Regions from separate parts of the Mus musculus genome. Here region 1 is linked to region 2. The links are chromatin contacts, called in public ChIA-PET maps. All regions are on one chromosome and are shown on one strand. The core of a region is the stretch at or near the end of the contact, and the rest is flanking DNA. Distances in the headings are between cores, read along the strand shown.

The links. ChIA-PET counts read pairs in DNA pulled down with a chosen protein or histone mark.
Region 1: a contact with region 2 is called in an RNA polymerase II ChIA-PET map of memory CD8 T cells, with 5 read pairs. The contact joins two enhancer-like sites. A contact is called at or near these places in 3 of 115 datasets of contacts at active chromatin or transcription factors (CD8 T cells, large pre-B cells and memory CD8 T cells) and 1 of 9 other capture datasets (embryonic stem cells).

Annotation. Positions count from the first base shown.
Region 1 is chr6:144,540,216-144,543,140 of GRCm38.p6, forward strand. It overlaps a transcript of Sox5 not described here. Among named protein-coding and RNA genes, the nearest start is that of Sox5os3, 130 kb to the right of the region's middle. Within about 2 kb of position 1,271, at least 20 of the 459 cell types and tissues checked have an H3K27ac peak or open chromatin away from gene starts, as enhancers often do. A contact at or near this core is called in memory CD8 T cells, where this site is marked.
Region 2 is chr6:144,915,680-144,918,493 of GRCm38.p6, forward strand. No RefSeq gene overlaps it. Among named protein-coding and RNA genes, the nearest start is that of Gm32124, 19 kb to the left of the region's middle. Within about 2 kb of position 1,557, at least 52 of the 459 cell types and tissues checked have an H3K27ac peak or open chromatin away from gene starts, as enhancers often do. A contact at or near this core is called in memory CD8 T cells, where this site is marked.

The DNA.
Region 1 (2,925 bases), core at 21-2,520, 380 kb before region 2:
ATTAAGAAACTAATGAAACACTTTAACAAGGAGCAAAGCTTTAGCTGGGGGAGCTCCCCATTACTAAACACAGAGAAGCACCTCTTCCCTCGCTACTGGTATTTCCCCTCTGTCCTCCTGCTAGGATTTTCCTAGCCTTCCTCTTAGCTTAAACTCGCCTTCCATGCTCCAGTTAGCTAGATCTGGACACAGTTTTAGAGGCTTATAGAGGAACAGCTACCAAAGGCAATTTGTGTATATTTGTGTGTGTGTGTGTGTGTGTGTGTGTGTGTGTGTGTGTGTGTGTGTAAGTGTATCCATGTTTGCATGTCAAGTAGGGGTATGCATGCTCATCTGGCTAGCCAGCTTGCTCTGTCTATCTGTCCCTAATGCTCTGCTCCATGAGATTATAAACAGATTATATGTCACATGAAACTTTTGAAATTGACATATCTCAAAGCACCACTCTAGTACCTAGTACACACACACACACACACACATGCACACACACACATACACACATACATGTAAACACATGTGAAACCTGCCCACATACTTGAAGAACATCCACTGATCTTAAATGGAGGTTCTTCAAATATTAAATAGAGGTTCTTTAAATATTAGTATTTGAGGAAAACATAACCTTGCTGTATTTGGAAGCTTAATTGTAATTTATCCTAATCTACATCATTATGTAAAAGCATACATAGCGTGAGTGACTATGAGTTAATTAATGCCTATGTAACTGTAATTTAATAAATGCATATGTAATTGTAAGTTAATACAGGTGTAACCATGGCCAGCCCAATCCCCTCTCATTCACAGGATTTCTTATGACTAGTGTTACCAGAAGGAAAAAAAGGTAAGATCAAATAAAATATGAGTTTCTCTTTTAAATAGTTACCACCCAGAAAATCATTTTGAAAACTTTGCTCACTTCCTCTGTTTCAGATGTAAAGGGGACAGTCTCTCAGATGACACCCACCCTGCCTCACCCGTTCGGCATGTGATCCTCTCTCAGAAGGCCTTGGGCTCAAATGAAAGCTGCAACTTGAAGTCCCACACAGAAATCTTGAAAGGCCAAATATCTATTCCCCTAGCACGGCCTTCAGAGCCCGGGGGCTCTGTGGTTCTTCTTTGAACTGGCCTTCAAAGTTAAGGTCTTCTGCCACCTGCTCTCTGTCCCACTGCTGGGGGCCTCTGGAGGTCAGACCCCTGTGAAGCCACACTCTGAGCTTTGTGGGCTCGGCAGGCATGTCGCTGGTGCTGAGGATGGTTACCGGATAGCTTGTTCTCTCCCTTGTTAGTTTCAGAACAAAGATCACTGCGGTCTTGACGCACAAGGAGAGCGAGAGCCTTTCAAGATGATTTTGAAAGTGACTTTGCTGTGCTTTTGGAGCAGGGAGTCATCGGAGGTGGGGGAGGGGTACAGAGGGCCTCTGCGCTAGCACCCAGTCCTACGAGCCTCTGTGGTCAAGGGGACTTGGGACTCTGCTGCATTTCTTTTTTTTTTATTTAATATTTTTTATTATTATGTATTTTCCTCAATTACATTTAGAATGCTATCCCAAAAGTCCCTCATACCCTCCCCCCCAGTTCCCTACCCACCCATTCCCATTTTTTGGCCCTGGCGTTCCCCTGTACTGGGGCATATTAAGTTTGTGTGTCCAATGGGCCTCTCTTTCCTGTGATGGCCGACTAGGCCATCTTTTGATACATATGCAGCTAGAGTCAAGAGCTCAGGGGTACTGGTTAGTTCATAATGTTGTTGCACCTATAGGGTTGCAGATCCCTTTAGCTCCTTGGGTACATTTTCTAGCTCCTCCATTGGGGGCCCTGTGCTCCATCCAATAGCTGACTGTGAGCATCCACTTATGTGTTTGCTAGGCCCCGGCCTAGTCTCACAAGAGACAGCTATATCAGGGTCCTTTCAGCCAATGCTTGCTAGTGTATGCAATGGTGTCATCTTTTGGAGGCTAATTATGGGATGGATCCCTGGATATGGCAGTCTCTAGATGGTCTATCCTTTTGTCTCAGCTCCAAATTTTGTCTCTGTAACTCCTTCCATGGGTGATTGTTTCCAATTCTAAGAAGGGGCAAAGTGTCCACACTTTGTGTTTTGCAAATTGTATCTCTAAAACCTGAACTATGAAACATGTTTGCTCTTTAACTCCTGGCATAAAGGAAGGAAGGGAGGGAGGGAAAGAGGGAGGAAGGGAGAGAGGGAGGAAGGGAGGGAGGGAGGAAGGGAGGGAGGGATATTCAAACAAGCAACCTCCCTCCAGTATCCTTCCTCTGGCACCATCCACTTTGTTTTGCTTTTTGACATGGGGTCTCTCACAGGCCTACACAACACCAAGTAGGCTAAGCTTGCTTGAGAGTAAGTCCCAGGAATCCTCCTGTCTCAGCTTCCCCGGAAGCACATATCACATGTCCAACTTATATACATGGGTTGGGGGCTCAAACTCAGATCTTTATTCTTTAAAGACAAGCACTTTGCTGGGGGTGGGGGTGGGGGTGGTGCCTGTCTGTTTAGCCTTCAAGGGAAGTACTTGGCTAAGGGGCTGTCTGTCTGTCTGTGTGTCTAGCAGTCAGAGACTTTATCTTGGCAAAACTTACCTCAATCCTCTGCCATAGCCATTCTGTTTCCCACAGTCTCAGTCTCTCTCCTCTCCTCTCCTCTCCTCTCCTCTCCTCTCCTCTCCTCTCCTCTCCTCTCCTCTCCTCTCCTCTCCTCTCCTCTCCTCTCCTCCCCTCCCCTCCCCTCCCCTCCCCTGCCCTCCCCTCCCCTGCCCTCTCCTCCCCTCCCCTCTGTGTGTGTGTGTGTGTGTGTGTGTGTGTGTGTGTGTGTGTACACTTCTGTGCTGTAGCTGTAGTCATGAGTGCTGTAGTGTATGTGAAGGTCTGAGAAGGACTTTCGAGCCCATTCTTCCTCTCCAGCCTGGG
Region 2 (2,814 bases), core at 307-2,806:
TGTAGCAGTTTAGCTTGTCGCTCAACTCTCTTTAAACATACACTTACTAAAATAGAGCAAAAGAAAGTTTCTTGGTCTTGTGGCCTCTTGGGTCATTTATGCCCATGATATTTTGTCATCTGAGCCTCACTCTGGGTGTCAGGGACTGAACTCAAGGCCTCAGGTGCTGGGCAAACTGACCTCTATCTGCAGCCCAACCCCACCTCTCCAAGATAAACCTTGAGGATGTACAAGGCACGATGTCCTGCAGTCTCCCATAGATTGGGGCTGTGTTGCCCATTATGGCAAAAAGACCAACTTTAAGAATCCAAAATTTCAAGAAGGACTCAACAGGAGTTAACCACAGCTCTGTAAGCTCTTTGGAGTCAATTGTCTTGTCAGAGCTTCTTGTCTCTGAAAGCCTATGGCTCCACGCATTCAGCGAGCACTGTTGCATTGTTTCCTAAGACAGGGAAACACCGAGGAAGGAATAGAGAGTATTGGTGCCATACTCCTTTAATCCCAGCACTGGGGAGGAGAGGCAGGTGGATCTCTGAGTTCGAGACCAGCCTGGACTACAGAGTAAATTCCAGGACAATCAGGGGTACACAAAGCAGCTGTCTAAAATCCAGTATATAATTTACTCTAGGATAGAGATATATAGATGATAGGTAGATAGATGAACACACATGCAGCTGCTTGTATTACGAATGATTATGTCCCCCAAAACTGTTTATACGCAAGGGTCTGCACTTAGCTTCTAGCTTCTGGGAACATGCCCCCAGTTGATTATGATTAGTTAATAAAGATGCCGGCAGCCAACAGTTGGGGAGGACAGACAAAGGCGGGCTTTTAGGAGTCCCAGGCTTGGGAGCAGGGGAAGGAGAAGAGGAGACCTGCCCTGCTTGAGCAAAGTGTGGAGAAAGGAGAGACAGAGGCCACCATGGGGTAGAGAAGCAAGGAGAGCCCCCAGGGTCTAAGCCAAGAAAGGGCAGCCCAGAGGGCACCACAAATGGGTCCGGAGGCCAAGATGGAGCATAGCAGTTAAAAGAATTATCGGTGGAAGCCGGGAGTGGTGGCGCACGCCTTTAATCCCAGCACTTGGGAAGCAGAGGCAGGCGGATTTCTGAGTTCGAGGCCAGCCTGGTCTACAAAGTGAGTTCCAGGACAGCCAGGGCTACACAGAGAAACCCTGTCTCGAAAAACCAAAAAAGAAAAAAGAAAAAAAAAAAGAGTTATTGTGAGAGGTAGATTCTAGCAGCATGGAAGCTAGGCAGTCCACCCAGCTATTGTGCTGCTTAGGGCATATTAAAATATAAAGGCTGTGTGTGTGTGTGTGTGTGTGTGTGTGTGTGTGTGTGTGTGTGTGTGTTTATTCAGTAGCATAAACCGCTAAGGTAGGAAGTAACTTGTGCCAGGATTTATTAATTAGTAAATTAATTCAACACATACATACATACATACATACATACATACATACATACATACATACAGTTTGGAGGACATAAGACACTCCCTAGGGCAGTCGCAGGAACATGCTATCAGCTCACCACTGTATCAAGTAGGAAGTGGCTGAAAGACGACGCCCAGGTTTTCTCTTGACAGCTTCCTCAATGCCAGGCTTGGCCCAACCCACCACAGTGCATTCCAGCCGCCGCAGTCCTTAGATTCTCACGTGGTGAAGTGAGAAAATAAACCCAAGTGTCTGTGTTTGTACAAAGCAGATCTAAATTAGCCAGGTCTGAGGTTATGTCCACACCGCCATCAGCTGACAGGGCTGCCCCCAGCTTGCTGCCCTGGGACAGACAAAGGGGGGACGGGGGGCAGGAGTCAACTAAAACAAACAAGCAAACACTAAAGCATCCTGGATTCCCGAGTCTCAGAGTCTTCCTGACAGTAAGCTGCATCCCCAGCAAATCCCTCAAGGGGTGGGCCTAGTTCTGTAGCTACACAGCATCATTTCCTCTGGGCTCTTCCCTACCGAGGATGACAAACTTCAGCCCTTAGGGCGTTTGCTATAGAACAAGACCTGAGTTGTGTTGAGACTTGAACCAACCTTCGACTTGGACAAACAGAAAAACTGAGGCTCACAGATTCGTTTCTGTCCCTCTCCATCTGCACAGTCTTCAGTCATGCTGGCTACCATGTTCTCTTCTGCTGAAGAAATTGCCTTAGAAAACATGAAGCACTTGCCATGGCTGCCCAAGGTGCTGAGAGTAAGTGAGGGTCCAGGTCCAGGTCCAGCCCTGAGCAAAGGCTCAGAGAACACTGAGAGAAGAAGGTAGAGAGGATGGGATGGGAGAGGCCTGCAGATGCCCTCTGCTGAACCTGACACAGCCCGTGAAGTCACACACGCACAAAAGCTACAGCAGTTCTTGGCCCTGGACCTGCGTAAAGCTGCTCTGTCAATGGTCAGTCATGTGTCTGCCGGCTGATAACTCTGGACACCTGGAAAAATCTTTGAATCTGTCTTTCATGTGTACCCACCAGCAAAAAGGGGTTCTTGTCATGGCACCAATGTTGTGTGTTATAAAAAGAAAAAGAAGCCAGGGATATGTTTGGTGGAGGTGCAGTATGGTGTGGGGGAAGGGGCCACCTCTGTGGGCCTATGCTGAGGCATTCCTTCCCCATGAGGTACCAGCTAGGTGTGGCCTTGCTGAAGGAAGTGTGTCACTAGGGGTGGGCTTTAAGGTTCAAATGCTCAAGCCAGGCACAGTGTTGTTCTCTCTCCTCCTATTGCCTCCTAATCCACATTTAGAACTCTTAGAAGCCTGTCCAGTACCGTGTCTGCCTGTGCACTGCCACACTTCCCACCACGATGAACTGCAGACCAGC